7 separate regions of the Mus musculus genome follow, and all the other regions are linked to region 3. A link is a contact called in public HiCAR-type and promoter capture Hi-C data. All regions are on one chromosome and are shown on one strand. The core of a region is the stretch at or near the end of the contact, and the rest is flanking DNA. Distances in the headings are between cores, read along the strand shown. Region 1 holds the start of Spast (spastin). Region 2 overlaps Memo1 (mediator of cell motility 1). Region 3 holds the start of Ndc80 (NDC80 kinetochore complex component). Region 4 holds the start of Slc30a6 (solute carrier family 30 (zinc transporter), member 6). Region 5 holds the start of Yipf4 (Yip1 domain family, member 4). Region 6 holds the start of Memo1 (mediator of cell motility 1). Region 7 holds the start of Dpy30 (dpy-30, histone methyltransferase complex regulatory subunit).

The links. Promoter capture Hi-C pulls out the DNA fragments that hold promoters and counts their contacts. HiCAR-type assays count read pairs that join an accessible place to other places. Capture Hi-C pulls out chosen DNA fragments and counts their contacts.
Region 1: a HiCAR-type map of astrocytes shows a contact between it and region 3, with 7 times the contacts expected there. The contact joins the promoter of Spast here to the promoter of Ndc80 in region 3. A contact is called at or near these places in 2 of 39 promoter capture datasets (embryonic stem cells and pre-B cells), 2 of 115 datasets of contacts at active chromatin or transcription factors (astrocytes and embryonic forebrain) and 1 of 9 other capture datasets (macrophages).
Region 2: a HiCAR-type map of astrocytes shows a contact between it and region 3, with 7 times the contacts expected there. The contact joins the enhancer-like site here to the promoter of Ndc80 in region 3. A contact is called at or near these places in 3 of 39 promoter capture datasets (hippocampal neurons, liver and pre-B cells) and 1 of 115 datasets of contacts at active chromatin or transcription factors (astrocytes).
Region 4: a contact with region 3 is called in a HiCAR-type map of astrocytes, with 14 times the contacts expected there. The contact joins the promoter of Slc30a6 here to the promoter of Ndc80 in region 3. A contact is called at or near these places in 3 of 39 promoter capture datasets (embryonic stem cells, liver and pre-B cells), 1 of 115 datasets of contacts at active chromatin or transcription factors (astrocytes) and 2 of 9 other capture datasets (adipose tissue and liver).
Region 5: a promoter capture Hi-C map of liver shows a contact between it and region 3, with 6 times the contacts expected there. The contact joins the promoter of Yipf4 here to the promoter of Ndc80 in region 3. A contact is called at or near these places in 3 of 39 promoter capture datasets (cranial neural crest, hippocampal neurons and pre-B cells), 2 of 115 datasets of contacts at active chromatin or transcription factors (astrocytes and large pre-B cells) and 2 of 9 other capture datasets (adipose tissue and liver).
Region 6: a contact with region 3 is called in a promoter capture Hi-C map of embryonic stem cells, with 5 times the contacts expected there. The contact joins the promoter of Memo1 here to the promoter of Ndc80 in region 3. A contact is called at or near these places in 2 of 39 promoter capture datasets (cranial neural crest and embryonic stem cells), 1 of 115 datasets of contacts at active chromatin or transcription factors (embryonic stem cells) and 1 of 9 other capture datasets (liver).
Region 7: a contact with region 3 is called in a HiCAR-type map of astrocytes, with 5 times the contacts expected there. The contact joins the promoter of Dpy30 here to the promoter of Ndc80 in region 3. A contact is called at or near these places in 1 of 39 promoter capture datasets (liver) and 3 of 115 datasets of contacts at active chromatin or transcription factors (astrocytes, double positive thymocytes and large pre-B cells).

Annotation. Positions count from the first base shown.
Region 1 is chr17:74,337,314-74,340,734 of GRCm38.p6, forward strand. It overlaps Spast (spastin), which reads left to right and starts at 1,674. Exons shown (of 17, transcript NM_001162870.1): 1 at 1,674-2,132. The coding sequence starts at 1,724.
Region 2 is chr17:74,263,651-74,267,138 of GRCm38.p6, forward strand. All of the region lies in intron 1 of Memo1 (mediator of cell motility 1), which reads right to left. Among named protein-coding and RNA genes, the nearest start is that of Gm52299, 11 kb to the right of the region's middle. Within about 2 kb of position 1,606, at least 120 of the 459 cell types and tissues checked have an H3K27ac peak or open chromatin away from gene starts, as enhancers often do. A contact at or near this core is called in astrocytes and liver, where this site is marked.
Region 3 is chr17:71,525,012-71,528,449 of GRCm38.p6, forward strand. It overlaps Ndc80 (NDC80 kinetochore complex component), which reads right to left and starts at 1,846. Exons shown (of 17, transcript NM_023294.2): 1 at 1,700-1,846; 2 at 622-731. The coding sequence starts at 722. It also overlaps a transcript of Spdya not described here.
Region 4 is chr17:74,393,725-74,397,415 of GRCm38.p6, forward strand. It overlaps Slc30a6 (solute carrier family 30 (zinc transporter), member 6), which reads left to right and starts at 1,884. Exons shown (of 14, transcript NM_144798.6): 1 at 1,884-1,944. The coding sequence starts at 1,942.
Region 5 is chr17:74,488,096-74,491,452 of GRCm38.p6, forward strand. Yipf4 (Yip1 domain family, member 4) reads left to right here and starts at 1,398. Exons shown (of 6, transcript NM_026417.4): 1 at 1,398-1,699. The coding sequence starts at 1,621.
Region 6 is chr17:74,293,569-74,296,750 of GRCm38.p6, forward strand. It overlaps Memo1 (mediator of cell motility 1), which reads right to left and starts at 1,295. Exons shown (of 9, transcript NM_133771.2): 1 at 1,124-1,295. The coding sequence starts at 1,184.
Region 7 is chr17:74,315,107-74,318,332 of GRCm38.p6, forward strand. It overlaps Dpy30 (dpy-30, histone methyltransferase complex regulatory subunit), which reads right to left and starts at 1,327. Exons shown (of 5, transcript NM_001146223.1): 1 at 1,239-1,327; 2 at 938-1,010; 3 at 796-843. The coding sequence starts at 973.

The DNA.
Region 1 (3,421 bases), core at 424-2,923, 2.8 Mb after region 3:
TGGTTCAAAAGAGAATCAGAGCTTACTGGATAAAAGGAATTGAAAGGAATACAAATTTGAAAGACAGAAAACATTTCAGAATGTGAAAAATATAATCAGGATCGAAGCAGAAAAGAAGGCAGGCAGCAGTGGGAAACAATGGACGTAAATTTTGCAGCAATCTATGATATTTATATTGGTAGGGAATATAGTTTCAGCAGAATGCAGGGATTCTCCTATGCGCTCACAGGGGATCTGTATGCCTCACACTGGAAACAATAGAGACTTTGTGTTAGTAGTCACTCATTTAGGCAACAAGAAATAATTGTGGCAAACTGAAATGAGAGGGGGTGGTTTTGTTTGTTTGTTTTTAAAGACAGGGATGAGGGGAGGGGGATGGGCGAGGGAGGGAGAAAGAGGAAAGACTGAATAGTTTATTGGATAGGCAATATAGTCTAGGAATCCAAAAACTCTGGGAATACAGATGGCATCGACTGGCTCTTAGAGCTTTTGATTTCAACTAACTTCTATTTCCAGATGCCAGTTCGCAGGAGTCTGACTGGCCCACGGTTTGTTTTCCTCTATGTGATCCAGGATCTGTAGAACAACTGCTGATCATTAGAATATGGGAAATATTGAGTAGATAGATAGTCTACCAAAGGAAGAAATGGTGAAGACATATACACACATCCACGTGCACACACAGATAGTATGGATTCTACCAAGTATGGTAACTAGGCAAAACCCAAGAATGACTGCATTCACATAACTAATCCTGAGATAACACAAACGTGTAATAGGTTAGTTGAAAGTAGGGTTCGTGGTCCTCGTGGTAATAAAGTTTTCCCTTTAGGATGTCTTGAACTTTGTCTCTGCAACTTGTTTCCCTCTCAGCTAACATACCCAAATTGCTACACACTGCCTCTGATACGAAACTCAGATCAGCCATCCTTTGCAAAAGACCTATTGGCTCAACCAGCAGAAAACAAAGATATATAAAGCAATAGGAGTGATGATGCACACCTGTAATCCTAGTTTTGGGGAGACGGAGGCAGAAAGATCAGGAGTTGAAGGCCTCCTTCCTCAGCTACAAGAGGAGTTGGAGGTCAGCATCTCACACAAAGGCAAACAACCGCACTGCGAGACAGCAGACCTGAGCACTAGTAAAGCCACTCAAACGCTGTTAACCCCCATTTAAAAATTTATTATCAAAGCTCCCTATTCCGATTCTTCAAAAGTCGAAGAACCTGCGGAGCGACGAACCCCTGGGACCATCGCAAGCCGAACCGCGCCTACAGAACTGAGGTTCCCAGAGAAAGGGGCATAGCAGGGGCGTGGGGGGTAGGAGGATGCCGCACATGCGCACAAGCTCCCAGGTCAACAAAGACGGCGGCGTACGCGCGCGCACCAGAGCCATTCACCGAGGACGTGCGCGTGCCCGGCCGCCGCAGCGAGGTGCCAGCGGCCCAGGGGACAGAAGGAAAGGAGGGGCAGGAGCCACCGGCCGCGGCGGGAGGAGGAGGAGGAGGAGGAGGAGACGGGGTTGTGCTCCTGGGCAGCTGAGGAGCGAGGGGCGGGGCCGGCGAGCGGCGCGTGCAGGTGCCAGGCTCCCGGGCTCCGGCTGGCGCGCGAGCGGCTCCGTGGGCCCCCGCCGCCGCAGTGGCAGTGGCCGCCGCCGCCGCCGCTTGGTCGCCGTCGGTCTGCGGGAAGCGGGTTATGGCGGCGGCGGCAGTGGGAGCTGTGAATGAGTTCTCCGGCCGGACGACGGAAGAAGAAAGGCTCGGGCGGCGCGAGCCCGGCGCCCGCCAGGCCTCCGCCCCCCGCCGCGGTCCCCGCCCCTGCCGCCGGCCCGGCCCCTGCGGCCGGCTCGCCGCCTAAGCGGAACCCGTCTTCTTTCTCGTCCCCGCTGGTCGTCGGCTTCGCCCTGCTGCGCCTGCTGGCCTGCCACCTGGGGCTCCTCTTCGCGTGGCTCTGCCAGCGCTTCTCCCGCGCCCTCATGGCCGCCAAGAGGAGCTCCGGGACCGCGCCGGCGCCCGCCTCGCCCTCGCCCCCAGAGCCCGGACCGGGTGGCGAGGCCGAGAGCGTCCGCGTCTTCCACAAGCAGGCCTTCGAGTACATCTCCATTGCCCTGCGCATCGACGAGGAAGAGAAAGGTACTACTGGGGGGCTGGAGGGAGGCCGGCGGGCTGGCCGGGGCGGGCGGCCCTGGGAGGACGCCACTTGCGTCCCTTTCCTGCACCCCCGGAGTTGATCTGCCTCGGGAGTCCGAGTCCCCACAGGCCAGATCCTGCTGTGCGACGCCTAGTTAGTTGATCCTCACCCCTTTCAGGGCGCCCTGACTCGACTTTGTTTCAGCACCCCCACACTTGTGCATGACCCAAGTCCCCGTGAGACACCCAGGCGTGCTGGTGACAGTGACAGTTGGCCTAGAGTGACCGACCACACGGGATTCTTTCTAACACTGTAAACAGTGTTGCTTTCTCTGAGCTGGGCTTCCAAAAGGTTTTGGTATCGAAACAGCTGTGTATAAACTTCATTGAGAAGGGTTCTGTAGTGTTTGGAGAGGAAAAAAAAAAGGGGGGGGTTGACTTGGATTTGAAAGGAGTAGTAGCTCCTTATACTTAGAGCCGGATTTGCCATATTCTGAAGTTTCATGAATTATTTTTACCAATATAGTGAGTCTTGAAGATTTCTTTTTTATTGAGCTGTATTTCAACCGCTAGTTGCTTTAGTTTTTACTATTTTGTTATTTTTATTTTATTCCAAGGCACTCTCGAGTTTCTAAATTTTAATGTTAAAAATATTAAATGAATGAGTTGGGTAAACAGGCATATATCATTCTACCATAGAAGATAAAACAAACGCTCCTGCCTCGCAGTGAAGGCAGGAATACTGCATACTTCAGGTTTCCTTCAAGCAACATCTTTTCTTCGCCTTTCTGTGTGGCAGGCATTGTCAATTCATTTTGCATGTGTCTTTGATCCTCACAATAATTCTGAGGTCAGAGTACTATCAGTACAGGTCTTTTACAGATGAAATTACTACTTACAAGATGGAAACAGGTGACCCCAAATCTATGCTAATCGTTAATTGAAAACTTGTGTGGGAAATGCTAAGTGGGGTTTAGAAAGCCTTATGTCTCTTATTGTCACCCACAGTAGCAGACACAGGAGAAGAGTAGTTTGTGCTTGTGAGAGCAAGCTTTTTGTGCTTAGCTCTTCAGTACTTTTTGGGAGCATAGAGTGATCACTTGGGGAGGATGGAGAAGGCAGTCCTCCTTTCATCCCTGAGATGAGCCCAGATCCCTTAGGGGTTTGTGGATGTAGTTCAGTGATACTGTGTGCTAGGAGGCTTCAGAGCTTGGGTTTCCTTCTTAGTGTCTTGGAAACAAAGCTAACAAACAAGCATTTAAAAAATTAGTTACATCCATTTTCTGTTACAA
Region 2 (3,488 bases), core at 356-2,855, 2.7 Mb after region 3:
GGGAGGCAAGACCCACTTGCTAAAAGTCACTGTCCATTGTTCTTCAAATTCTGTTAAGGAAAGTGACTGTCCTAAATAAGGCAAACACGCATGTGGCAAATCCATGGCTACCACCATATTTACCGGCTATGACCTGAGTTCTGTTACTCTAAGATCAAACAAGGATGTCTGCTCATCTATTCATTTGTAGGCAAATGGATCTATGTTTAGAGATGAAAAAAGTGCATTTTTAATGGTCAGAGTTTGTACAACTTTTATCTACATATTCACTCTAAAAATGCAGTACAAGCTAACAATCCCATAGTTAGCACTACAGCACTCACGGCAGGATTTCATGGTAAGGAAAGTGTAATTAAAACCACCAGCATTTGGTTTGGTAGCAGTTTCCATCTGTGGACATCAAAGCAACTTTTAAACACATTAATTACAGCCTTCCTAACTATCCTGTTTACTATCAGCAGAGTACAAGCATGAACATGGGTCTACTATACCAAACTACACAAAGTATACATTTAAATTGTAAAGTCCATGCATAATTAGAGACTATTTTGTATTAAGGTCTGAGGAGAACCTACCCTTCCCTGTATACTACTTAGTAAACTATTAAATCATTACTAGTGGGGCTGGAGGATGGCTCAGTTGTTAGAACTTGTTTGCTCTTGAAGACACCAATACACATAAAATAAACCTAAAAAAAGATTACGACCAGTATTAGTTTAAGTTCTTTATCTTTATACTGTTTGAGTTTGTGTGTTGTTTTTGCTTTTGGTTTATATTTGTTCCCTTGGCTGTCCTGGAACTTGCTCTGGAAGACCAGGACAGTCTCATCCAGCTGCCTCTGCCTCCTGAGTGCTGAGATCAAAGGGTGCACTCCCCACCCCCAGCCCCAGCCCTGTCTTCAGACTGTTAATACCATAAAGAAAGGCACTGGGGATGGGCAACTGGACTCCTTGGTTAGCAGGTGCTGTATTCTCCCTCATTACCCTTTCTGTCTTGGGAAAAAAGACTATTAGAGTAACAGCCAGCCAGACTACTCTTTTGCCAGCTACAGCCATCCTCAACATTCCATGGATACCTTGAGACAACTAAGCAGACTGCAGCTGACTGCCTTGGCTCCTGAAGGCACAGCCCCAGCCAAAATTGTGTGAAACAGTTTGCACCAAATTTTTCCTTTCACAGTCCTGAGTGAAATCTAGATGACCTTGAAATCATTTCCACTTTGGCCAAAAGGAAGCACTTTTCCCTCAGAGAGGTGATTGGTTCAACTCAGTGGCTATGATGAGTACAAAGAGATAATGTTCAAACAAGTGGATGTGAATGACCCAAAACAAAGGGGATGATGGGTGCAAAGGCGGCTTCTGGGGCTCTATAAAGCTGGTCAGGCTCACTGAGTGAGCCAGCTGGGAGACACTCTCCTGTGCTGCTTCCCCTAAAACTGCAGCATTAGGCGCAATAAAATGCTTCTCTAAATGGTCTTTCTTGCCTACTTTCAGTAATGTGGCTGAACTGGTCGCCAGAGGGAGGTGGGAGAGGAGAGAGGCAGGGGCAGTAGCAGCAGCAGCGAGCAGAAACAGCAGAATGGCAGTGGTGCTGACAATGAAAGCCCCACAGATGAAGAGGCTTAAACAGCTGAAGAAGCAGCTGTAGTCCTGCAGAGTGGCAGTCCTGGCCTGTGCTCTTGACTTCTGGGTGGCTCCCAAACGGCCCAGCTCACAACCCATCCCCACTTCCCCAGGCCTGAATTCATACCCAAACTATTCCCAAATATCCCAGCATGCACCAGAGTGGGGGCAGGGGGACACTACGGACACACGGCTCCTTGACAACTTTAGAAGCAACTGAACAAACAGTTCAAATGGACGGGAAGGAAGAAGAAAGCAGAAGGAGAGCATATGTGACAAGAGGATTATGCATATGAAGGATCAAAAGTGTGTGTGCAGAAGTAATCAACAGATACTGCAGGTTAGCAGGTTCCCACAGAATTGTAGTAAGTCTTCATTGCCCATGCTGAGGGGTTATACCAACGACTACTTAGTAGTTAAGGCCTACACAGGGCCTATAACATTTATAGGGCTAAGGATTCCAATACCCAGAAACTGGAGGACTAGAACCCTAGAGGGTACCTCTGGCTTCTGCTACCTTACTGGCAAAGCTTGCAGTTACTAAACACCAATGCAAAAAAAAAAAAAAAAAAAAAAAAAAAAGGCTGCTTAGAGACCAGCATTTGAAGAATTTCCCCTTTCCTACACACAACTTCTATCTGGGTAGAACAAAATAGTCCTCAGCCAGCTACTGGTGACAACATCCTTATGAAAAGAAGACTGGTAATATATATAATATCCTTGCTCAGCATACACAAGATTCTGATTTCAATTCCCCAGCATCAGAAAATTCAACAATTAAGCAACAATAACTAAGTACTCAGGTATGATGGCTCAAAACTTGTAACACTGGTACTTAAAAGCTGACACAGGAAGAGTGCCCCAAATTCAAGGTCAGCCTAGAATATGAACAAGACATCAAAACTGTAGGGGACCGGTGTTAGCATTCTGTTTAAGCTCCTTCCCACAGTTACCTGCCAACAGCCAGGTAGGCCTGACCCACTATAAAGGGGGCTGTTTGCCCTCTCCTCCCTCTCTTGCCCTCTTGGGCTCTTCTCTTCCCCCATCCCTTCCCTACACCCTCCCCCCACCCCACCCCCCCCCCCGCGCGCGCGCACACACACACACACACACACACACACACACCTTTATTTCTCTACTCCCTCTCTCTGCCTTTCTCTGCCTCTACTACCCTCTTAACTCCCCTCCCCATGTCCTGAATAAACTCTATTCTACACTATACCATCATGTGGCTGGTCCCCCATACCTACCACACATCCATAGAACATATTCATATTTTCTCTCTCTCTCTCTTTCTCTCTCTCTCTTTTTATAAACATACCAGTGGGGCAGTAAGAGTGGTTAAGAGTGCTTGCTACAGACAACTAGAGCTGAGTTCTGTGCACACAGGATAGATGGCTCACAACCACCAGGGAATCCAATGCCCACTTCTGGCCTCTACAAGCACCAGCGTTCATATGCACACACCCTCACACAGACACATAATTTAAAATAAGTTATCCTTTTTAATTTTCTCAATTCTTCTTCAATAGCTGCCATACAGAAAAATTCAGAAAAGGCCCAATTGTTTAAAGTCTATTAAGTAAAAAGTAGGCTATGCACAAAACATCAAATACAAGCATAGTAATTTTTTTGTTTTGTTTTGTTTTTCGAGACAGGGTTTCTCTGTGTAGCCCTGGCTGTCCTGGAACTCACTCTGTAGACCAGGCTGGCCTCGAACTCAGAAAAACACCTGCCTCTGCCTCTCAAATGCTGGGATTAAAGGCGTGCGCCACCACTGCCCGGCTACAAGCAAAGTTTTTTTTTCAACTAACTTATATAGGTCTGGCATTCAATTCAATGGCAAAGGAAAAAAAAAAAAAAAGT
Region 3 (3,438 bases), core at 596-3,095:
ATAAGATCTCATTACAGATGGCTGTGAGCCACCATGTGGTTGCTGGGATTTGAACTCAGGACCTTTGGAAGAGCAGTCAGTGTTCTTAACCGCTGAGCCATCTCTCCAGCCCTGAGCCATCTTCTTCTTAGAGCCTTTTGAATACTGGAATTGTAGGGGTGTGTGTGTGACCACACCGAGCTATGTAGCACGTTCCCTTGGACACCTGCCCCCAAACTTGAGGAAATTATGTTATAGCTTATCACCAAAACAAATAAATCTGCTTCCATTTTATTACTACCTTTAGTATTTGGAAACATCTTAATAAATAATGAGTAATACCATGGTGCCTACTTAAACGGCTAATAACAAAGGAATAAGAGGAAAGCAAGCATTGACAATTATTTTATAGCACGCCCAGTAAAGAATCTGACTATGGGAATTGGAGAGACAACGAGCTAAAACCTAGCATCGTGTCCACTTTTATATTTCATTGCCCCCCTCCCCCTAATCCAGTACTACTGGGAGGAGACAGGAGTCACCAAGACATCACTTACACTTTTGTACTAACCATTTCTGGCACTTTTTTTTTTTCTCTAGACAGTAAAGTAAGCAGCTGAGAAGCACAGGGGAGGCACTTACGTTTGAGGGGTATAAAGGCCTGGCTTATTGAGGTCCAGGGTCCTTAACTCCTGCATAGAGAGGCGGCCAGCACCACAGGTGGAAACTGAACTGCGCTTCATTCTCGAAACCTAATTCAGGATTTCAGCGTTAGGAAAATGTTCCAGACTCAAGCAATTCAACGAGCAACAATTATTATCTTTATCCTCTAGTAGGAAAGCAACTAAGTTTGTTTCTGTACAACAATCGTTTCCTTGTATGCTATATTTATTTGTCCATGTAAACCGAAGTTCTTACAAAGAACACCTACGCAACTTCAAGTAGAAAAAAACGAGGCAGAAAAAAGAGGGGAAGATGGAGCTGAAAGTTTTGGGAGAAAAGGAGAGGGGACGACTGAGGAGAAGGAAAGTAGAGCAGAAGCACCTGGCCTGGAGAAGTTCTAAGGGGTCTCTTATATGGGGAAGATGGTAGTGTAGTGATAGATCTGCCCAATGTAGGCGCACAGCATGTATTCATATTAATTAAGTTGTGTTTTCATTGCCTGGGCTTATTTGGGTTGGAGATTTACTGCAACACCTTTCAACAAAGATAAACAATCCGGTTTACAACACAGGCTGCTCCCGCTTTTAAAACAAGTATCAAAATAATGTCTACGTTGGAGTCTGTCTTCATCTCTGCAGCATCAGACACTATGCACTCGGCCCTAGCTTCCACAGAGGGTTAGACAGATCGCATTTTTATTGTTGTTGTTTTGTCTTGAGCTAGGGGTGGAGAGTCAGACCCTTTAGCAAGCTGGGCTGAGCGCTGAGCACTGAGCCACACCCCTCCTTGTTTTGGTGGCTTGCGTTCAACCTAGTTTTACTCTCATGATTTCACTGGTTTCCAGTCATGTCCATACCAGGCTTTTAAGTTGCAGCATCAGCACGGGTACACAACACACCAATCAGCTTTCCCCCTGTCAGTCCCCACCTGTTAGCATCGCCTTCTCCCGCTACAAACGTTGCAGAGCCGGGCAGATCCCACCCCAGCTCCCTCGCAACAGTCAGCTCCAGCGCCGCGGACCATTTTAACACAGAGCTGATCCCATCTCAGCAGTTACCTTTCGCTCAGCTTCTCAACGAGACCCGGCGCCCAGCTTTCCGTAAACCGCACGACTGCACACGAAAACAGCCGCCCAAACCAGAGCGTCCGCTTCCGTCAACCCAAGGCGGTTTGAATTTTAAAGTTTCCGCCCGCGCTGACGTCAGGACTGCGACGGCGAGTACGCATGCGCGCTCGCTCAGCGCCCGCCCTCGTCGCCGGAAGTGTCCGCATCGGGGGCCAAGCGAGCTCTGGGCTCTTCCCAGGTCGTCGTTAGCGTCGGTGACCCGAAGGGAGTCCCGCCCTGTCCGGGAAGCTGGCATCTAGGACGAGTAGGGCTGTCCGGGCGGAGCGGCCCGAGCCCTCCTGGAATCAAGTTCCGTACAGCAATATGGCTGCGTCCTGGAAGTAGAAAGCGCGGGTTTGTCTCCGATAGGATGGAGGCCAGGACCCAAGCCTATGAGGCGGCGTGAGGTTCCTGACGTTAGGAGAGGCTGTCGAGTGTGGCGGTGGACGAGCCTGAGGGATATTTAACATCAGGCTTCCTCAAGTGCTCTGGATTCCCGCCGCCCAGCCTCGGAACAACAAGCAGGCGTTACTAGTTCCCGGATGGTGGTGGCCTGTCCCTGGGCTAAAGTGTAGATTCCTGGCTCTCGGCATTATTGTGCCGTTAGCTAGTTTTGAGCTAAGCAGTCCTTTTTTGAGTTTGAGGTTCCCTAGCGGTCACAGTGACTCCTCACTTTACGTCTCTACTGGGAAACCAAAATCTCAGGTATCACGAAGATCTCCATCACCAAATAGTAGTCAGCAGATATATTAGCAGGCATTATATTTCAGACTCTGTAAGCGGCAGTTCATTTACTTCTTGAAACTAATGGCATTAGAACATAAAAATGATCGTTTTAGTCGGGCGTTGTGGTACACACCTTTAATTTCCACGCTCTGGAAGCGGGGGTGGGGTGGGGGTAGGTTGTGGGGGAATCTCTGACCATCCTGGTTTACCTAGTGAGATCCGGGACAGCTAGAGCAACATAGACACTATATCAAAACAAAACAACCAACAAACCCAAGCAAAACCACCCCAAACAAAACCCACACGTACAAACAACTCCAAAAACTAAAGAGATAATTTTGAGGCTCAGTGAATTCAATGACTTTAGTTTGTATGTGGGGCAGGGTCCACACCCGAGAGAGTCTTGAATTTGAGGCCAGTTTGATGGACCTGGCATACACCAGGGCAACCTAGTGACTCTCTGTCTTTAAGAAACAAACACTATTCTGCAGTCAGTTGCATAAGAAATTTGACTATAAATGCTATTAGACGAGCCTTTAATTTATTTTTTATTCGGTTTTCTCTTAAGGTTTCCACTACATTATAATAAAGCTATATCCAGAAATGCAAAACATATCTTAAGTGAAGATAAAAATGTTCTGTAAAACCTAGTTACTGGAGTGTGGCTCAAACAGATTATAAATCTTGAAGTTTTGACCTAGCAAACTAGTTAAGTTGTGAACTTCTGATTACTATTCATGCTGCACTTGGTTTGGCTAGAGCACTCTTTTAATCTTACTGCCCTACAACTGATAAGGATTAGGTAGGGCAGGGATCTGAGAAATGGAGTGACTTCCTGTGGCAATTGTAGTTTGAAAGCACAACAGCTGTCTTTCCTTTCATTCCTGTGGCCCTCTCTAAATAGATTTATATCATTTAAAAAAGGGTAAATTCTTGTAGGTAATTACTATCCTTTGACTTGACAA
Region 4 (3,691 bases), core at 634-3,133, 2.9 Mb after region 3:
TGGAGAGATGACTCCGTGGGTAAGAGTGTTTCCTGCTCAATCCTGAGGACTGAGTTTGAATCCCAGCACCCATATTTGGTGATTTACAAAAGCCTTTTAACTTCAGCTCCAAGGCATTCTAATGCCATCTTCCGGCCGCTTCAGACACCTGAACACACAAATAAAATATTTTTACAAAACTCTGACCACTATGAATTATCTACCCTGTCAATATTTATAACATAACTCCCCCCACTTCTTTTTAAAAAACAGGGTATCACTGTGAAGTTCTGGCTGGCCTGGACCTCACAGAATTCTGCTTGCCTCTGCCTCTAGCTACTAGGACTAAAGGCATGATCCACCATACCTAGCACATTACCTTAGTTTTGACATTCTACTTACAAATAACTGAATTTTTTTTCTTCTTGCATGTGTCTCTTACTAGGATACAATTTCACTAAGATCAGTGCCTAGAAGATAAGATCTGCAAATACAATCTTTATAGGCTACAATGACTGTGCAAGAAAGAAACTGTAGAGATTTAAAACTCTGTTATGGGATAAAGCCAAGTATTTTCAGTTCAAAGTCAGCTATTCTGAGTTCCACACTAGCTTATGAAACATATAAGACTTAAGGCATGCTTCAGATTTTTAAAAATATTTTATTCTTGGACAGTTTCCTGGTATATAATAAATTTTAGTCCTTGTCTCACCCTTCCTTCTCCCCCACCCCCCACCCCCGAAAGTATTCTCCCTAAGAAATCCCTCTCTTATTGTTCTGTCTTTTTGGTACTTTACGTAGTGAAGTGTGACTTGAATTCAGTGTCCTGCCACAGCTTCCCAAGACAGGCACCATATACAAAACAGTGGACTCCAGCTACAAGTGCTTATTTTTTCCTTAAATTTGAGATGCTCTCACTAACTGGGGAGGCTGACAGTGACCTACTCTAAACCCCAAGTATGCTTGAACTGAATATTTCTACCTCAGCTACCAAATCTATAGGGTTACAGGTTTGCACCCAGTTTAGGCAATTGAACCCTTGTGTGTCATGCCTAAGGGCTCTACCACCTGGTGGTGGTGTCAGATCCTCTTAAACTGCAGTAGCCACTTGGATGACTGGAGTCAGGAAAAGCCATCACCTCTTTTCATTCATTCATTCATTCATTCATTCACTCACTCACTCACTCACTCACTCACTCACTCACTCGTTCGTTTTGGTTTTGAGACAGTTTTGCTGTGTAGTGTAGTCTTCCTGCCTCAGCCTCCAGCGTTAGAATAGTACGCAGGCGATGCTGCACCCTGACCGGTGACGTGCACCAGTAAAGTGCTCGTGGAGGCCAGAGAACAACCTTATACTTAAGGTTGACGTTCACCTGGGTTTTTGAAATCGAGTCACTAAGGATATGCCTGCCTCTGCTTTCCTGAGTGCTGAGATCAAACAGGTGTGGCCATCGTGACGGCGTAGGTTCTTGTGATTTAACTCGAATCCTTGTGTTCTTAAGCCAAGCGTTTTCTGCGACATTATTTTTAATGAAACAGTTGGGAATTTGATAAATGTATTTTTAACATAGGCTGAGTCTACCTCGAGGAGCCTGACCTCGAAATCAGCGAGACTTGCCCGGCCTTACTGTGACATTTCTTAATGTTCCTGCTTCTTCATTTTTAAAACAGGAGTATAAACTGTAATAAACTCACACTCTGGTAGAAGACTTTGAACAGACCTCAAAGTTCCTCCCAAGGTGATAAATGCCCACCCTTTCCCTGGGCGAGCAGCCCCGCCCAGAGCAGCTCTAATCCGCCCACTTCCCAGGCGGCGGAGAACAAAAAGACGGCGACCTAGGGTACATGCGCAGTCCCGCCCCCTCGCCCTGCAACCAATCGGATTCTGAAGGCCCGCCCCTTCCGCTTGAGAAATGCGACTTCTCAGAGCGTCTTCCGGCGGGAGCTGTACGGCTCCTTACCATGGTGAGTTGGCCGTGGGGTGTGCGGGATTCTTGCGGGATGTTTCCCTCCTGCTTCCTCGCTCGAGCGCCCTGCTGTACCGCAGCTGCTCGGAACCGCGTGGTCGGGCCTGCGCTGGGGTTCCCAGCGCTCGGGTTCTTGAAGGGTTCCTGCTCTGTGCCTCTACAGCTGGGAAATGCCAGATTTGCCTAATGTTAAAATTAAAGCTTCCTCTGAGAACAAGTGAACGCCATCAGCGACTTGAGGCTTGCGTGGGGCTTTCTAGGGCGTGTTCACTCGTTTGCTTTTCAGTGTTTGAATAGCTCGGCACTGAGCAGCGGCTACAGAAAGGGTTAGTGGAGCAGCTCGGGAAAGGTTCTAGTATACGCTATGGTTGTTGGAATGTCAGGTTTTTCCTAAAAATTATTGAGTTAATTATTAAGCTGAGTGTTTTGGCACATGCCTTTGGCCTACAACTCAGGAAACTGAGGCAGGAGGATTGCACTTCGAAGTTCACCCTGAGTTAAATAGAGACTCTGACCCGAAAAAAAAAAACAAAAAAACCCCATAATCTAAAACCAAACAACAAAACGCGTAAGTCAAACATAATTATCTCAGTATTCTGTAAAGGTGAACGGGTGGTTGCGTTTTCAGATGTCAGAGTGCTGACCGCCCTTTGAAACGATCACAAAAACTCATTGAGCCCTTACTGGTAACTTACATACGACAATGACATATTTGTGTTCTTACTGTTGCCACCATAAAGTTTCCTTCTTTGGAGGCCAGCCTGGTCTACAAAGTGAGTTCCAGGACAGCCAGGGCTATACAGAGAAACCCTGTCTCGAAAAAAACGAAAAACCAAAACATTAAAATATTATATATTAAAATGTCTAATGAAGATCTGTAAAAGAATTCACCGTATTCTTTTAAATTGTGTGGTTATGTGCACGTGGGTGCAGCTGTGGGAGAAAGCCAGAGACATTAGATCCCTGGAGCTGGAGTTACAGGGAGCTGTGAGCAGATGTGGATGCTAGGAGTCAAGCTTAGGTCCTCTGGAAGAACAGCCTGTGTTCTCAAGTACTGAGCCATCTCTCTGGTTCCCAGATTTTTTTTTTTTTTTAAATTTTGTGTATGGATGTTTGTCTGCCTGTTTCTTGGTGCACAAAGTACGTGTCTGGTGCCCGGGGAAGTAAAATGAGGGTGTTGAATCTCCTGGGAGTGGAGTTACAGACAACTGTGAGTGCCGTGTGGGCACAGGGAACTGAACTTGTGTCCTTTGTAAGAGCAGTGAATACTCTTGATTTGTGAATCATAGTTCTAGCCCTTGATAGGGGGAAAATCACACACAGTATTTTCATAAAATTTCAGTAATCCTTTGGGTACAGAAAATGGATAGGATAAACCAGTTGTGGTGCACGTCTTTAACCCAGCATTCTGGAAGCAGAGGCAGGTGGATCCTGAGTTTGAGGCCAGCCTGGTCTGTAGAGTGAATTCCAGGGCAGCCAGAGCTATACAGAGAAACCCTGTCTCAAAAATAAAAGTGTGTGTGTGTGTGTGTGTGTGTGTGTGTAAAATGAACAGTGACCAGACAACCTTCAGTTATTCCAACTTTAAAGAAATAAACATATACAATATACACGTTGTAGCAACAGTGAACAGCTTGCAAACTGTGTTGTTTGAATTGGACCTTTGTATCTAATTTGCATATGCTATTCCATCTGCCAGTATTATTGGTGGAGGCCAGATGTGGGTGTCAGGATGCCTCCTTAGC
Region 5 (3,357 bases), core at 148-2,647, 3.0 Mb after region 3:
CTGGAGAGATGTATTGGAGGGTAGTTATACAAAAGGCTGCCTCTGATGCACAGTGGCAAGCTGTGAAGGCTTGGCCTATATAAATGGTATGGCACATGTACACAGGAAGACTACTCCACCTGTGGTAACAGTGGAAATAAATTGAATTTGGCCGCTGGTGATGACATGGCTGCTGTCGCTGTTAACAAAGCTGGGCTAGGGGAGTACCAGGCTAAGGAATGTGGGTGGCACTCGGTTTACCAACATACACACATATACAGAAGTTTAGAAAAATGAAAAGCAAAATTTAAGATTATAAACATAGACGAGTAACTAGGAAGTTGGTTTAGAGGTTAAGAGCTCTTGCTCTCTTGTAGAGACTTGAGTTTGGGTTCCCAGAACCCGCATTGGGTGTCTGCAGGAACCGCAGTTCTGAAGGATCTGAAGCCCTCTTGTGCCTTCTGCAGGCATCTGCACACACACATACCCTCAAGCACACACGCATAGCCTTTAAAAATAAAAACCGGGCTGGAGAGATGGCTCAGTGGTTAAGAGCACCGAATACTCTTTCAGAGGTCCTGAGTTCAATTCCCAGCAATCACATGGTGGCTCACAACCATCTGTCACGGGATCCAATGCCCTCTTCCTGTGTGTCTGAAGAGAGCAATGGTGGTGTACTCTTGTATAAAATAAATAAATTAATCTTAAAGAAATAATAAAAACGTAGGTGAATTTGCAAACTTTGGGTAGTTTATTAGGGAACAGATGAAATCAGCAGCAGGCAAAAAGCAAGGGCTTCTTTGCCCTAATTTATCCTTTCTGGACTGCTGCCTTCTTCATAAATTAATTTGGCCAGAGTACTTAAACCGTAGGTGGAAATTTACAGCTTTACAATGACCATTCTCCGGCCTCTTAATTTTGTTGATAAGGAGACTAAGCTTTGTCACGACACATAATTTCGTAAACATCCTATATAATTAATATATAGAATTATTGTGGCAGAATCTTGTGGTCGGAAATGAGGGGTTGAAGTCCTAAAACTTAAGTAGTTTGTGTGTGTGTTGTGTGTGTGTGTGTGTGTTGTTTTTTTTTTTTTCCTTTGAAAAAAAAAGGGCCTCACTTTTTTGCCAATGCTGCCTCGGCCTCTCTAGGAGTTCCGGGAATTACAAGCGTGAGCCATCAAACGACTAAGCTCTCAAATTGTGTTAAACAACAACGAAGAAGATATGTTTATAAAAACTCAAACAGGGAAAAAGGTAGACAGAATTATTTAAGTAAACAGCTGATGAGGGCGGAACAGAGATTTCAGAGGCCACTTCCGGTGTTGGAGTGGTTTCCGGAATCAACACAGAAACAGCCAATCAGAATCTTCTCGCGGGAGCCAATAGTCGAGCAGATTACAAACAGCCAATCCCGGCGGCGCTGTCACTGTTATGGTCCTGTCAGGGCCCCGGCGTCGTGGTGCTTGGGTGCTCGCCACCGGCTGGCCTCGGGTGCGACCTGGTCGGCAGCCAGAGGCTGCGCTTAGCTCGCGCGTCCCCTCCCTCGGCCGAGCCCGCGCCTCCTGGCTCGCAGGCCGCCCCTTAGCAGGTCGTCCCGGAGCCCCGGGCCCAGCCGCTCGTCAGCACCGAGGCCGGCGGGATGCAGCCTCCGGGCCCGCCCCCGGCCTATGCGCCTGCCAACGGGGACTTCACCTTTGTGTCTTCGGCGGACGCGGAAGGTGAGGCCGAGGCTGACCTCCGGGGCTCCGGGGCGGGGGGTTGGCAGAGCTGGGGGACTCCGCCCCTGTGCTCCCTGGGCCTTCCCGGAGGCCTCTGGGGACGAGGCAGGGTGCGGGGCGCCGGCGCTGCGGGCTGGGGTCCCCGGGTGTCCTGGTTCACCAGGGAACCCGCCGATCTGGTGGAAGGAGTTCTTTCTGAACTCCGCTCCGCAGTTACTCAAAAGAGTGAGGGATCTAAGGGAGAACAAAGTGGGGCTGTGTGGCTCTGCTATTAATAGGAAAACCTTCCCGACTGAGGTGACTTTTGGCAGGTTATGGAAAACTTACTTGAAAGGAGACGTGCTTTTATTTATTTATTTTTAATTGAACTTGATTTCTTGCCCAGATCCCTGGGTCCACACAGTTTGTAGTGTTTGGTCCCAGTGTTCAAAAAACTGTATTCAGGAGCATTTGAAACTTGAGGAATTCAACTTAGTGTTCCCAACAGTGTCTATAGACTTGGCTTGTACTGTTTGGAGCAAGCGACTGTGCTTGCTTAAAACAAAACAAACAACAACAAAAACAGGGAGAAAAAAAAAAAACAAAAAACGTTTCTACTGTGGGAAATTTCCCCCACCCCTCATTAGTTCAACTCCTTGTAACCTGGTTTTGGATTTTGCTTTTATTTAATCTTATTTACTTACCAGGGACCAGATTTTTGACTGCCCAATATGAAAAAACAAGTTGATTTCGATATAGACATGGAAATACCTGGTGATGAACCCCTTCGACCCCAGCACTTGAAAAGCAGAGGCAGAGAGATACCTGAATTAAAGGCCAGCTTAGACTACACAGTTATCAAGTTCTCTGCCTGCCGGGGTTACATACTGAAACCCTGTCTCAACAAAGTAGAAAAGAAATTTCAGTTTAAAGATGAACGTGAGTTTTCTCAGAAATCTGATTTCTTTCTTTCTTTTTTTTTTTTTTTGTCTTTTCGAGACAGGGTTTCTCTGTGTAGCCCTGGCTGTCCTGGAACTCACTTTGTAGACCAGGCTGGCCTCGAACTCAGAGATCCACCTGCCTCTGCCTCCCGAGTGCTGGGATCAAAGGCGTGCGCCACCATGCCCGGCTAGAAATCTGATTTCTATAAATATGATTTGTTTCTTTCTTAGTTTTTTTTTTTAACTCTTTCTTTGGTTTTTGTATTTTTTTTTTCATTTTTTAAAAATGAGACAGGGTCTCACCATGTAACTCTGTTTGGCTTAGAACTTTATGTAGACAAGGTAACCTCTGTCTCCCTACTTCAGGGATTAAAGGCATATACTACCTCATACAGCTCAGCCCCGATTTTAAATTTTAGTCTGAGACAGTCACACTAAGTTACTCAGGCTGGCCTTGAACTCAGCATGTGACCTAATATTGCCCTGAACATGCTCTCTTTCCTCAGCCTCCGGAATAACTAGATGTCCATAGTTTATGTCAGACAAATAGATAATGTCGTATCTGGTTTATGTTTGCAGGCCAGCAGAATTAACATTACCTGGCACATATCTAGATATAATCTCCCTTAATGTGGATTTATATGTTATCAGGGTCCCTGGGTAATTCATAAACACATTAATATTTTTAGAAGCTCTGGCTTAGAATTTCATAAAAGATTAAAAGAGAAGAAAAAAATA
Region 6 (3,182 bases), core at 45-2,544, 2.8 Mb after region 3:
CTATGAAGTACTTCAGGACCATAAAATGTCATACTTATCTAACGCAAAAACTACAGCCACCTGTTAGCAGTAGTTCCAAACCCAACCATGTCATTCTTTTGTGTCTTAGCAGGGCAAATCCGCTGTGGACCAACAAGATGCATGTACTTCTGCAGCTGGTTGAACAATCTCAGGGAAAAAAAAAAAACTGCCTTCCAGATTTTCCGTTTTCCCAAAAGAATCATGTCACTATCCAACCCTAGTACTTGCAAAGGGAAATATGGTTAGGGCCAGTTGCTGAGAAGCACAGATGGCCTAGAGACCAACAGGAATCACGGAGGAACTTTTCTTTGTTACCAAAGCAGAAATGTGACCCCTGAAAATAATCTCAGAAAACAATCCTTGTGAAGAGAGTTGTACTGGAGGGAAACGGCCCTACCCTTTCTCACCCAAAGAACTACACATGGTTTTTTGAAGACAGTGCAGACAAAATTCTCTCAAAACGTAAGCTAAACTAGGCAGGTCGTCCAGCCCCGGCTCGGTGCTGAACACAGGATACCAAAGAGGTTGCTCAGGAAAAGTGCTGATGCCATCTCCAGCTGCCCCTAAATGACAGTAACAATGCAAACACTGACAAAAGACCTTGGAGGCCACCCAGAGCCCCTGCCTGGCAGCAGCTCTGCCCGAATCTCCACGTACAAAGCGACAAATCCCCCCGAGAGGCCCAGGTCTGACAGATCTTCCAAGCGAGAGAGACCAAGAGTAGCAACACGAGAGATAGGGTAGAAAAAGTACTGCCTGTCACTCCTTCCAGGGGCGCTGGGTGCCCCAAGGGTGGGAGCAAAAACTGCGGTCCCCTCGGCCAGCCTCTGGCAACGAGGACCGCGCCAACTCGTCCTTCCCCACCGCAGAGGCCGTCCGCGGAGCCGCGGAGCCCGCGCTCGCCCTGGCCGGGGCCGGCCGGCAACTCCTCGCCCAACTCCGCGGGCGCCAGGCCGCCTGCCCGAGCGCCGGGTGGGGGAGGCGGCGCGGCCCGGCCCCGATCCCTCGGCACGCGGTCAGCGCCCTCCGCCCGCCGCCCGAGTCCCCGCCCGCCGGGCCCCGGCTGCCCAGCTCGACCACCCCGGCGGCCTGGCGCCCTTACCTGAGGCGGTGTACCAGCTCCCGGCGTGGCTGGCTTCCCGGCAGACCACTCGGTTGGACATCTTGGTGCCTGTGCCGCCTATGGTGCACGAGGATGAATGAGGAGGCGGCGGCGGCGGCGGCTCCGCGAGGGGACGAGACGCCGCGGGCCCAGCCCAGGAGGAGGCGGCCGCGGGGAGGGGACCAGCCCGGCCCAGGAGGAGGAGGAGGAGGAGGAGGAAGAGGAGGAGATGGCAGCCAGGGCGGAGGGCGGCAACAATCACCACAAACTCCGCCGGCCGCCGGAAGATGGGGCCCACGGCGGCTTTACCCTAGCCGCGCGGCCGCGGAGTCGCCGCCGCCGCCGCCGCCCCTACCCCTGCCCGAGCTGCTTCCGCGAGCCGCCCCCCGGCCACGCCGCGCGCGGCCTGCCGAGCCTCCCGCTGACCCCACCCCCGTGACTCCGCGCCCTTCCCCACCGCCCCGCCCCGCCCCGCCCCCACCACCGAGGCCTCCCTCCCGCCGCGCGCCCGCCGGCCCCGCCCCGCCCCGCGCCTCCGCCCGCCGTGCCGCGCGCTCAACGGCGGAAGCGGGACCGGCCCCGCGCCATCCCGGGTCGGGAGGCCGCGAGCCGGAGGGCGGCGGCGATCGGTGCCACCTCCCCCCCAACACACACACACACAGCCCGGGGCCGGGGCCTGAACCCGGGAAAGGCAGAGCCTGGGGAGCCCACGCGTCCTTACTCGCCGCTCTACCGGGGCCGGCCCACTGAGCATGCCCAGCGCCGCGGCCGGGCCCGCCGAGGAGGCTCAGCGTGCACGCTCCGCTCTCCGGGGTTTAGCGCCAGCAGAGGCTGGGGGCAGGGCGCGGGGCGCAGGACGCAGCCGCGAGGCGGGGTGAGCCCCTTCCCCCCCCCCCCCCCCCAGCCGCCTGGCTTGTCCCCGTGCGCCGCTGGCTCAGCACACACAACACACACGCGATCGCTGCCTGCCGAGTCCCGTCGGGGTTCCCCCTTCCCCGGCGTCCTTGGTGGGGTTCCCACCCTCGGGGTATCGCCCAGGAATGCAAGTCTGGGGCCACGCCGCGAAGTTTCGCTGGCAGAGACATCGCGCTGCGAGGCGTACTGGGATGGGAGAATATGGGGGGGTGGAGGACCGACCCTGTCAAAATGTAACCTTCGCTTCCCAGGCTCGCCCCTTACGACCTAATGTCTTCGACACAGTTAAATTTACTAATTGTATTTTAGGTATAACTGCAATGTGGCAAAGATTGTCTCAGTTATTTCCTACTGTGTTAAATGGGGGTGACGTTCGTGAGGGAGGGGTACCAAGGATTATGAGTTAATGCGTATGAGGAACCAGACGGGGTAAGGAATACTACAAATGTCACCCTTCACTTATAAAATCCCAGTATTCCACGTAAGTATTCCACGCAGCAAAAGAATTCCTTTACCAGTTGGGTAGAATCACAAAGGAAGTGGTTTGTTTGGCTTTGAAGTGCTGGATTCCAAAACCCAGGAAGTGTAACAGTTCCCCAACTCCCAGAAAGTATTTGGGAAAGAAATCATACACCGGGTATATCTTAGTTTCACATTAAACTAGATCCTGGAGAAGTCCAAAGTAGATGTCTAGCTGCCTAACCAAGTTCGGCGTTCCTTAATGCTGTAACAGTATACTTTTTGTTTGGTTGGGGTTTTTGCCAAGTTCTCAAGTGTTATGAGAAAAGCTCTACAGTTAATTTCAATGGCAAGAAAAAGGTAAATTGCCGCTTTCTCCCAAGAGTTTGTGTTGCTTACCAAACTTAGCAAAGACCCTAATGAATAAAATACAACTTCTTGCGCCAGAGAAATGGCTCAGTGGTTAAAAAAATAAATAAATAAAAAAAAAAAATAAGCACTGCTCTTACAAAGGACCTAAGTTGAGTCAGCATCACATTGGGTAGCGCCCAAGCAAGTCCAGTTCCAGGGGCTCTAACGCCCTCTTCTGGCCTCCACAGGCACCTACGATTACATGCACATACTCCACACACACACACAAATTATAATTGTTTTTTTTAATATTTATTTATTTATTATATGTAAG
Region 7 (3,226 bases), core at 77-2,576, 2.8 Mb after region 3:
GACAGAGAGAAGCAAAGAGAGACAGAGAGAGATCACACAAATATAAATACAATGCAATCCTTTTGTAAGAGTCAGTTCTAGGTCAGGCAGGACTGCTCAGTGTGTAAGGAGCTTGCTACCCCCACATCTAACCTGAGTTCCATCTCCAGAACCCACCTAAGGGTGGAAGCAAAAAACCTACTCTGTAAGGGTGCCCTCTGATCTCCACACACTAGTGCACATGCATGAGCGAGCGTGTGCATGCGCGCACACACCCACAAGTAATAATAATAATAATAATAATAAAATAAAAAAGAAAACATGTCTAAGCTTACTTTCCGCTGACCTTGAACAAGTTACTCAACTTTAAGCATTCTGGAGCTGAAGATACATTCAAATTAGCCTGGTATATATCTCACAAACAGCAAAGTGTTGAATAAATTCTAACACCTGTTTGTACAACTTCTTGGAAACGTGGTCCTGCCCTTTTTTTTTTTTTTTTTTTTTTAAACCAGAACTTAATCCCTCGAGTCTCCCATTCACACACAAATTTTCTCCGGGAAGCCTCCATTTTCCTAACCAAACCTTCCCAGCTCTGGTTCCGGGATCATCTAATCTTTCATTTACAAAGTACCTTTATTTTTAGCCAAGTATTAGCATGCTAGTAAAAAGAAGCCACTTATAATCTGATACTACGGAGAGATCGCGGCAGCAAAGAGTTCCCTCGTGCAGAGTAGCCTAGTAAACCGATCCTAAGTTTTCTCCAGCTCTCAAGAGACCCATAGATGCATGCGGCAGAGAAACTGAGCGAGTTACCTCAACGCTGTCTGTGAGCCCGTACTCAGAGTGAGGGTTTTCTGCAACCTAGAAAACAAAATACAGTCACAGAGAGAGACATCCGCCCGTCCCGCGCTGCCTCCCCGCACACCGCCACCCTGAACCCAGGGCCTCCTGGTACCTGTGTCTGTCCCTCCAGCATCTGCTCCGACTCCATGGCGGACCCTGCAAACCGCAATCAACCGGATACCAGTCTTGCAAAACAAGAAGAGCCGCGAGTTAGTTACCCGGGAGATTTCAAGTGGAAGACGCCAGGACCCGGTGCGGTGCAGCCCAGCCCGGGACCCCGCCCCTCACCCCCGCGGGCAGCAGACGCGCGGGCTGGGTCGGGCCACCGACTGGCCGTCCTCGTCGCATCGCGAGGCTCGGAGGTCGTCCCAAGGATGTAGCGGTGGGAGGAGGAGGACAGGGAAGCTGATTACCCGCGCCAAGGCTGTCGGTTCCTAAGTGCCCTGCACGGCGCCACCGACTCACAGCGCGAACCGCTTCGGCCGTAAGTGAGGGACGTCGCGCTGCCGCCGCGCCTGCGCAGAGCGGCCCCGCGGGCAGAAGTGCCCGAGCCCGCCTAAGTGGGCCTACGCCTCTGCGGTGCGCGGGGTGCCTGGCCACCTGCCGGCTCCACCCTGCCGTAGATCTTTCTCCTTTAGACAGTCCTTCGTGGCACCTGGAAGTGACGGTCCCCGAGGAACCGAGGCCACTCACTTGCTGAGCGATTCTTGCTCAGGCTTTACTAGGGGCTAGAGGGCATCCAGCGGTTGATTACTTGGCTAATCTTACAGGCGACTTAGGTTTGGTCTCCACCGCCCACATGGTGGCTCACAACTATCCCTAACTCCGGTTCCGGGGAGCTGACTCTCTCTTTTTATCTACGCAGGCACGAGGCACGCGTGTGCTCCGCGCACATTCAGGCAAAACACGCATATATACGTATACATACACACATATATAATTTTTTTAAGGCCAAAGGGAAACAAGGAGGAGTGTTTGGGAATTCTTGGGCGGCTTTTATTCAAGCCCTGCAGTCTATGAGGATACCACGTTCACACTATTCTACATTTATGTCTAGATTAGTTTTTTTTTTTTTTTTTAATTACTTTCCAGGGATAAGGAGTTCAGCTCATGGTCGAGCGCTTTCCTGGGATAACCAAGGATCTTGGTTCAATTTCTACAGAAGAAATGGCTTTCCAGACTGTAGTATTATGGATTCCAACCTGGGTTGTGTTTGCTTGTTTTTACATTTTAAAGCCAGGTGTCTGAAATCCCAGCATTTGGCTGACTGAGGTAAAGAGGGTCAAACGCCAGCCAGAGCTTCCTGAACGGGAGTTCCAGGAGAGCCTGCTTTCCTGTAATTATTGTAACTGTTGATGGATTAGGATTTCAAGGGTATGGAGAGGTTGGAATGCTGCAAATCTAGAGACACTAGTTAGTTGTCTTGAACCTAGTTAGCTCCCTAAATAGCCTTTAATACCCACCTCTGTCAGGGACCTAACTTCTTTACTAATACTTCTTACTAGTGAGTTTCTTGGAATGTTCAGACTCCTAGCTAACACCAAAATGTTTCCAAAAAGCCTTCAGTTGGCAGGGCAGTGGTGCTGCATGCCTTTAATCCCAGCATTTGGGAGGCAGAGGCAGGTGGATTTCTGAGTTAGAGGCCAGCCTGGTCTACAGAGTGAGTTCCAGGACAGCCAGGGATACACAGAGAAACCCTGTCTCAAGAAAAAGAAGGAGAGGGGGAGGGGGAGAAGAAGAAAAGAAGAAGAAGAAGAAGAAGAAGAAGAAGAAGAAGAAGAAGAAGAAGCCTTCAGCTGTCCCTACAATGATTATAGCTAAGATTTCCAGACTTTCCTACAACCCACACACCTAATGTACTTGAAAAGAGCTTTTGTGCTTGGTGTGGTGGTGAGAAAAGAGATGGTTTAGTCACTTTAAAAACAAAAACAAAAACAAAAACTTACTGCTCTTCCAGAGTTCAGTTCCCAGGCACACACCAGAAGTCCAACAACCACCCAGAACTCCCGAGATCTGACACCGTCTTCTGGCCTCTGTGAGCACTTGAACTCACTTGCACTTACACAGAAATGTGGTATATATACGAATACATAACTAAAAATAAACCTTAAAATGTACAATCTGCTTCCTACCTACAAGTTATAGATGTTAAGTAATAGCTTTGGGTTTTGAGAAACTAAGCTCTGCTGGGCAATAAAGAATTGTTGGGCCCCAGCCTGACCATTCAGTATGCCTGGTATCAAAAGCAAACTGCCTGACTTCAAACCACAAAGCAGCGCTGTACCTTCCCAATGGTACAACATGTAGTGTAGGTGCACACACAAGTCCCCAGCCCCTCTAAATGCCCACAGCCTTCATCCCACAGGAAAACGTGGGGCCCTCAATGCTCTACTGAAGCAGT